Regions from separate parts of the Mus musculus genome. Here region 1 is linked to region 2. Evidence: chromatin contacts called from public Hi-C data. All regions are on one chromosome and are shown on one strand. Each heading gives the region's core, a stretch centred on a gene start, on an enhancer-like site or on the middle of the called end of the contact. The rest is flanking DNA. Distances are from core to core; before and after follow the strand shown.

Region 1 (4,347 bases), core at 899-3,398, 180 kb after region 2:
ATAATGATGAAAATGGTCTGTTTTCTGAACTATTCACTATCATAAACAGTAGAGGGTGTGTGTGTGTGTGTGTGTGTGTGTGTGTGTGTGTGTAATGAGTGGTGAAAATAAGCCTGGTACAACTCAATAATGGTTTTAAAATAAAAATAAATCATATAATTTTGAATAATGAGGTGTCAATAGTGGCTGCTATATTGGGCAATGAAGATTTACAGTATATGACAACACTTTTTCTTTATTATTCTTTTTTTATCTTATTCTTTTCTTATATATTACATCTTGACCACAGTTTCCCCTGCCTTCTTTCCTTCTAGTCCCTCCCCACATTCTTCCCTCTCCCCAAGATTCACTCCTTCATTTCCCTTCGGAAAAGAGCAGGCCTCTCTGGGATATCACCCAGTCACAACACAAGTTATAAGACTAGACACAAGCTCTCATATTAAGACTGTACAAGGCAACCCAGTGGAAAAGGTTCCCAAAAGCAGGCAAAAGAGTCAGAGAGAGCCCTGCTCCCACTGTTAGGAGTCCCACTAGAACACCAAGCTACACAACCATAACATACATGCAGAGGACCTAGGTCAGACCTATATAGGTTAGTTCATTCTCTGTGAGCTCTTATGTGCCCTGGTTAGTTGATTCTGTGGACCGTGTTCTTGTGGTGTGACAATTTTAAAGAATAAGATTACTCATGTAGTCTAGTGGGAGTTCAATATTAGTTTAAGAGACTTACCATTCCCAGATGCCCAGGGTTGCTCTCCTAATAACAGCTCAGTCTGGGTTTGTTGTTGTTGTTTGTTTCTGTTTTTTAATGGAAAGTTTTTAATCTCCAGACTTCTCTACAATTTCATCCTTTATAATCTGTGATCCATGGATGACAGTAATTTCTTGTAAGCAGTTTATATCAAGTTATTTTCATACCCCGGGATAATCGAAACTGGTGACATAATTTTTTTCTTTTCAAAGCAAACTGGTTTCATTTTCTCTAACAATGTTTATCTGAATCTTATATTGTGAACATTCTTTTCCTTGATGGAAAAAATATAAAGCAAAATGAATGCTAGACAATTTTGTACTGCATATTTCATCCTTGGCATTATGGCCATCTTTCTTAGAGCCCGATCTTTGCCTACTTTTTCTTCCTGAAGCTGATGTTGCTAGCTGCATTTTCTGTTGCTAATAGCAACCTTTGTTTGGAGCTGCTTCGGCTTCTCTGTAAGCATTTGAATTGCCAGCCTGGGCACTGGTACTCCCGAGTGTTTACCTAGAATCACTGGCTTTTTTTTCCTCTCCAGTATTTTGTGCAATTTGAAAAGTTGAATTCAATAGGAACATGCGTGGCCGTGTGTCTTCTTTCACAATGGCTCCTTTTGCAGCTCTGGGAAACATCACATCTGAGTACGTTTTCATTGACTTCAAACTTACCACGAGTGGTGGCTGACCCCTAAGAGCCAGGTCTAGAGCCGGGGCTGAGAATTCTCAGATGAATTAAATACCACTTTTGCCATTAAAGGATTTACACACTATCAAGAGAATGGGTCTCATGACTTATGTTCCAAAAGCCATGTGCAGAGGAATATACGGAGGGAGAGTGCTAATTATCCTTGCAGACCCTGACGGACAGAGTAGGAGTAGGAATTCTCTGGAACAACCAGGGAAGTCTGTTAAAAACAGAAAATATGGAGTTTGCATTGCAGAGAAAGGTGCTAATGTGGTAGAATGACTTGGTGGGACAGAGGTCAGGAGAAGATCTGCTCTGGAATTCATGAGAGTTCCGGAAGCTGAGGCAGGAATCTGGCTGTTTAGAGACGTGAGATGCGATAAGGCTGGCGCTAAGGAGTGGCTCAGTATCAGTAAGGTATCTTGCATGCTACCCTAAGGAATTTTGATGTAGTCTAAGTAAAACAAGGTGGAAGGTTCTGGAAGAGAGGAGGTAAAGGACTGGAATCCTTCTTTAAGAAAATGATCTGTTTCAGACATGTTAGACCCCAGAAGGCTCCTGCAGGAGAAACGATTCATCAAGTGGATGAACAGGAGCCAGGGTGCTGCAGAGAAGCAGAGCCCACATTTCAGACCGATAAGACTGTATAACTGACGGCTGTGGGGTAGGAAGGGGCCGGAAGGTGACTCACCGGAAGTTGAGTCACTGCCCTCAGATGGTGTGCTGCTTCCATAGCTGTCCACTGTTCCCCCTTGAGTCACCTTCCCTTTAGGGTCTCTGGGTGTGAGATCACGTCTGCCTCTCTCTGCAGACATTTTTCCAATGGCTGGTGTGAGCTAATTGTAGTCAGTATTTTATTCTTCCTGTCCTAGCAGTTCCAAGATGTGATTATCATGCCCAAAACTTCATTTTGAGACCATTCTAAATGTACGGAAGGGTTTAAAAAGTAGTGCATTAATTTCCTCTCTATCCTTGATTCAACTCCCTCAACCCCGATAGCACCTAACAATGCAAGAATGATAAAAGTTAATATGTTTACCTTAAAATTGAAACACTACTAATTATTTCATTTATTTGAATTTCAGTAGCTTTTCTGAATTTGTCTATAGGCTGATGAATGATACTTTTTGTGAATATATATATATATATATATATATATATATATATATATATGCTTATTTCCTGGTATAACTGTGGATTTTTAATATATTCTTAACTGAAAATATTTTTCCTTGAAATATATTCTGATCACAGCTTCCCCTGCACATCTTTTTTCCAGATCTTCCTCACTTCACGTACTTCAAAATCCATGCCTTCTCTTTATCTCTCTCTCTCTCTCTCTTTCTCTCTCTCTCTCTTTCTCTGTGTGTCTCTGTCTCTCTCTATCTCTCTTTCTCTCTAGAAGACAAATGGACAAAGGGGAAAAGAATAATACGAAATAAACAAAAAGAAAGAAAAGACACAAGAAACATACATACACACACACACACACACACACACACACACACACACACACACACACACACACACATAAAACCCACAAACCCCATGAGACCAGAAACAATAATATACAAACAAAAGACCAGTAAGGTAGACAAAAACAAAAGCCCAAATAAAGCAGTAAGAGAAAATAAAATGAGTTTAGTTTATGATGGCCATCTACAGCTGAGCATGGGGCTTGCCTTTAAGTGTGGGTTGAGCAACACGCAGCAAATACTCCCTTGGAGAAAGTAACTTTTCCTTTGTGAGCAGCTGTCAGTTGGAGATTGGTTCTTGTTTGGGGATGAAAGCTTATGGTCACATTCACCTCTCAGTACTGAGACCCCATCTTGTTTGGGCATATGCAGGCCCTGTGTGTGTATGTGTGTTGCTACAGGTCTCTCTGAGTTCCTAAGTGCACCAGTCCCGCTGTATCTGGTTTTCTTAGGGTCATCTATTCCCTCTGGCCTCTTTCACACAATTTCCTGAGCCCTGAGGGGAGGGATTTGATGAAACATCCTGTTTAGTACTGAACGTTCCGAGCTCTCTCACACTGTGCACATGGCCTGCCTGTGAGCCTCTGCATGTGTTCCCATCTACTGCATGAGGACGCTTTGCTGGTGATGGCTGAGCAGAACACTGTGATTTATGAGCACAGCAGGATGTTATTAACAGCCATTTTATTGCTACTATTGTCATTATGTTCCTTTAGCAGAACAATAGAATGTGGTTTTCTTCAGGGTCCCTGACCTATCTGGTCTCAGGTTCTTGGCCACCTGAGCGGTGTCAGGAATGGGTTCCATCTTATGGAGTGTCTCTTAAATCCAACCAGAGATTGGGTGGTTGCTCCCCGCATTGTGTGTGCCAGTATTTCACAGATTCGTATAGATTAGGGTACCAAGAGAGTCTTGTAATATTTGGTCTTTGATTCCAGTTGCTGACAGATAACCCCTCAGACTTTTTATTGAAACATAGTTTTGGTGTGTTTCATACATGAGTCTGATGAATTCTGATTAATGTAACCCCATCCTCTCTCATCTCTGTCACTCTTATTAACGCTCTCCTCTTTCCCACATCCATGTATTTTTCTGTTTTAGTTTGAGGCCCACTGAGATTATTGATCTGTGTGACCATGAGTGGAGCCTTGTGCTTTCATGGATGGATATGCAGCCATAGATGATGAAGATGATGCCTGCCTTTGCCCTAGTAATCTAGCAGTGGGTCAGTAGGGAGGAGTCTTGCCTCCTGAGCTTCAGTGGCTGACTGTTGACATGCCCAGTTGTTTGCAGGCCCATTGCCTTCCCATCCCTGCTTAAACTTCCTGCTCCGACTATTCTCTCTGTTTTCATGTCACTTATGCTTGCTATCCCCTGCCTTATGACAGTCCCCAATCCAGTGGCCCTTCTCTGGTTTCCTGGCTTCTACAGGTA
Region 2 (4,323 bases), core at 40-2,539:
TGTCAGTATAAGTTAAAATAAATAAATAAACAAACAAACAAATAAATAGATAAATAAACGGTTCTAAGTAGGAATAAATAAGAGTATTCTTTAAAAATGCATAGCACAGTATATGCTGGGTGCTTAACAAATGATTTCTCCTGCTACTCTGCCATGATTTCTGCTGCAGTGAAATTAAGCTGATTATCTTTGAGGTCCTTCCAGCTTCAACATTCTGAAGTCCCTTTTGGGCGACTCCTTTTTCTCATTTTATCTGTCTGTCTCTCTTATTCTTTTCCTCTTTTGTCCAGTGCATGCTCCTAACCCCTTCTAGATCTTTTATCCTCACCCTTTTCCCCCCAAAATGGTTATTTTATTTATTTACATTTCAAATGTTATCCCCCCTTCCGGGTTTTCCCCTTCGGAAACCCCCTATCCCCTCCCCCTCCCCCTACTTCTATGAGGGTGCTCCCCCACCCACCCACCCACCCACTCCTGCCTCACTGCTCTAGCATTTCCCTGCGCTGGGGCATCAGGCCTTCTTAGGACCAAGGGCCTTCCCTCTCTTTGATGTCCGATAAGGACATCCTCTGCTACATATGCTGGAGCCGTGGGCCCTCTTTGGTTGGTGATTTAATCCCTGGGAGCTCTGGAAGGTCTGGTTGGTTTTATCCTCACTTTTATTTTTTAGGCTCTACGGCTTAGAGGGCGACACTCTCCCTGGTTGGCCCAGGAGCTGACCCCATTTGTGACCTTCGTTCCGATCCGTTCTCTCAGCAATGTTTCCTTCCTTTCTCACAGGGCGATGAGTCAAGATCACTTGACTTAGAAAGTTAACTCTCCTCCGTCATCACATGATCCACCAAGAACTGTGTATGATTTTTAATTGCTTTTGGGGTTGGTCTCCCTTGCAGGATCGAGGGCAGTCACTGGGAATGACTTTGTTATAGTGGCTGCTACTCCAAAGCCTCGTGCACGTTCAGGTTCATCCACCTCTGACATCGCATGACCCGCAATGTACCATCTAATGCTTTAATTGCTTTTTTGGGGTTTGTCTTCCTGGCAAGATAGAGTGCAATTACAGGGATTTCTTTTTACCCTGCAGTCACTTGGAAATGTGCGCTGGATCTCTGAATGTGCTGAAATGTTAATTCTCTGCAGAGCAGGTGTTTGTCAATAGTACATTGTGCAGCTCTTCGTGACAATGTTTTGAAATGAGCCAGACAGTGACTCTGCCCTTGCTTGTCTTCCTTCATTTGTAGTCCTTAGCTCAGAGACCTTTACTTTAGCTCCAGATCAGTGACTCATTTCTTCCTCTTGCCTCACCCATAGCTCTGACAACTGGAGTTATCCAGTTATCCGAACCCCAGTGAGTACGGTGCTGACCTGCTTGTCACTGTGAGCACTTGCTTTGGGCATGTGTGTGTGTGTGTGTGTGTGTGTGTGTGTGTGTGTCCCTGATTAATACCCCTCCTTCTGCCCAGGCTCCCGGAGGTTTCTCTACACTGTCTGATCAGATGTACTTTATCTGCCATCTTGTCTTTATTTCTGAGGCCAAATCCTCTGGCGGTTGCCTCATCCTGTGTTTGTATAAGAGAAATGAAGCAGATAATGAAGGTGGTGATGGGTTTAATTTAGTAAAAGGGTCATTTTGTTCCTGTTGGATGCTAAAACCTATTTGTTCGGCTTGCGAACTTACAAAGCATAAGTAATACTGTCTGCAGAGTGTTCTGTAGAGACCATGAAGGTGCCCTGCCTGAAAACGTACTGTAAGCAGGCTTCACAGCTGTAAAGCCTGTACTCGCCTGCCAGGTACTGTTTACCAGGGCTTCTCCAAGTAGTGACCGGGAGGGGCAGTAGAGCCAGGTGGCTTCCTCTAGATAGGGATGCACTTTAATGGCTACTCCTTATTCATCCACAGAAATCCTGGGTCAGAAGTTAGAGCTAAACTTCAGCCAGACTCCGGATCCTTTTCTGTCCTTTCTCCAGTGTCCAGCTGGCATCCTGATCTGAGGGTCTCCCTCTTATGCCAGCTGCCTTATCCTTAATCCTTTATAGCCATCTCTCCCAAGAAGCTTCCAGTTGACCAACTTCCTCATGGAAGAGCTCACACAAGGTCCCAGTACAGCATTGTAGGTAAGACAAGTACACAAGGAATATAGACTTGTTTCCAAACAGGCATGCAACTTTAAACTTAAAAAGTGTCTATTTAGTATTTTCTATTGGATGCTCTTTCCATGAAGCAAGCAAGTATCACCTTCAACATAATTCTTCGCCTAGTTATCTGAACACAGTGATGAATAGCAGTGCTTAAGGGAATAACAAAATACTAGTTCTAAAGTGGGAGTGACAGAAATTTATTGGAGGTTTTCTCTGTACCAGGCTTAAGTACTTCGTGAGTATTTTTCTTAGTCCTCATAGCATCTCTGTGGAGAAGGTACTGCTGTCATTTTACATTTTCAAGTAAAAGGAGAAGTTAAAAAAAAATTACTCAAGGTTGCCCTGGGGCCAGTGAGCAGGCACACAAAGCTTTGAGTTCATGGGATTATGCTGTTCTTGTGTTTCATTGAAAGGTGATTTTGGAATTAGGGTAGACTGTAGTCATCCTGAGAAGTTTCAAGTTTGAAGAACGTTCCAGCTCATGGGCTGGAGATTCTATAGGCTAGGTCAGATCACAGCCCATCAGAGCTCACGAGTTTTAAGCGTTCAAAATGTCATTTTATTTTATGGTAATGGGTATGTGCTTGAGTGTATGTATGTGCACCGCAGACCTGCATGAGCCTGCAGATGTCGAAAGAGACCATCAGATCCTTTCAAATTGGAGTCACATGCATTTGTGTGCCACCATGTAGGTTCTAGAAACTAAAGTCAGGTCCTCTGCAAGAACACGAGGCGTTTCGAACTGCTGAGCCATCTCCCCAGCCCCGAGTTTTAAGCATTTTACAGAGCATTGCAAGACATTTCTGAAAAAGAAAGCTGATAGCTTTAAGATAAGCTCTCTTATTAGCGCCTGTGGTCTAAGGTTATAGAGCAAAAAACCAACACAGAAAGAAACTAGGCACAAAAAGTCATAGATCCTATTACTGCATTTGTTTAAAGCACTCAGAGTAGGTGATCCCATAGGAAAAGGAGGCCCTGCAGTTCTTAGTGCCTGGCTTACTGAAGATTGTGCTGTCAGTGCTAATAAGAGGTTCATTACTTGGGTGACTAACAATGTTCTGAAATTAAGTAGGAGTAATGGTGCCTTTATATTGAAAATATGCATTGTGTGGACACTTTTAAAAGGGTTTATAGTATGGTAATCATATATCAATAAAATCGTAGTTGAGAATTAAAAATAGGTTTATAGCTTAATAGCCTTCCAGGTTTTTCATTAAAGACTCAAAAACCTATTGACTTAGATGAAACTTCTCTTGTAGACTTTTAATGTTTGAATTATAATTCAGCACTAACTTCTCACCTTGTCTTCTAAGAGGCTGAATAGCCTTTCATATGCTAAAATATATGCATATACTCTACACCTACAGATGTTTTTAAAGGCTTCATAGCAATCCACTTGGATGTGGGTGTGTAAGCCTAGAGGTAATCAAGTTCTCAGCTCTTGACTTGTTTCTATAGACTTTTGATGGTGTCACAGTGGCTACCCAGACATGATGACCCAGACAACACCCTGTTCATAGATGGAGTTTGAGCAACTTCTGCCTCCAATTATCCGGCACGGACATTGATGAAAACTGTTTGCAGGGAGCTCAGCGGTTGTGCTGATGACCTGCCCTTTTTTTCTCCCAAGTGTGGGGATCTATTCATGGTGGAGACCAGGAGAGCTCTGATTCTTTCTGTGTTTACTTGTTCATCTAGGCCACTTCTGTAGGCCAGCCTTCTGACAGGAAAGCCTCCTGCTTCTGTTCCACCCCAGCTGAGGCAGCGAGTTGCTGCAGGGCTCTGGTATGAGATGGTGTAGTGTTTGTGTTTCAATCCTCCTAACGAGAACGGGGCTAATGACAGTGAGTCCAGATGTGCTTATGTGGAAAGAGCTTGACGGGACCATGAATCACTATTTCCAGTACTAGGCGTAGGGAGGTGCACAGGCAGTAATAACAGGGCCTGGACGAGCTCCAGACCTCTCAAGTCCTGGTGAAGGATTCTTTCCACTTTGACTTTCCATAAGCAGCGACATGATCAATCCCGGGTGTATTTCCAAATTTTCAGTTCTGTGATTTATGAACCCAGATCCTTCTCCTCTGTTTTTTGCACTTCTGCACTTCCCTTTGGAGGCTCTTGTCCAGCCAGGTTTCTGTGGGTACAGTAATATTCTGTCAGGGTTTTATGGCAGTCCTCAAAAAT

The links. A called contact is a pair of places that touch in the nucleus more often than the background predicts.
Region 1: a Hi-C map of the N1E-115 cell line shows a contact between it and region 2, with 4 times the contacts expected there. The contact joins two enhancer-like sites. A contact is called at or near these places in 1 of 15 datasets of contacts at CTCF or cohesin (CD8 T cells), 6 of 484 Hi-C or Micro-C datasets (3T3-L1-derived adipocytes, the N1E-115 cell line, adipose-derived mesenchymal stem cells and 3 more) and 8 of 115 datasets of contacts at active chromatin or transcription factors (the 230-238 cell line, bone marrow-derived macrophages, a colorectal cancer cell line and 5 more).

The regions. Positions count from the first base shown.
Region 1 is chr16:55,553,177-55,557,523 of GRCm38.p6, reverse strand. All of the region lies in intron 1 of Gm45968 (a long non-coding RNA gene), which reads left to right. Among named protein-coding and RNA genes, the nearest start is that of Gm45968, 27 kb to the left of the region's middle. Within about 2 kb of position 2,148, at least 143 of the 459 cell types and tissues checked have an H3K27ac peak or open chromatin away from gene starts, as enhancers often do. A contact at or near this core is called in the N1E-115 cell line, bone marrow-derived macrophages, a colorectal cancer cell line and 3 more, where this site is marked.
Region 2 is chr16:55,730,932-55,735,254 of GRCm38.p6, reverse strand. No RefSeq gene overlaps it. Among named protein-coding and RNA genes, the nearest start is that of Nfkbiz, 89 kb to the left of the region's middle. Within about 2 kb of position 1,289, at least 75 of the 459 cell types and tissues checked have an H3K27ac peak or open chromatin away from gene starts, as enhancers often do. A contact at or near this core is called in the N1E-115 cell line, bone marrow-derived macrophages, a colorectal cancer cell line and 3 more, where this site is marked.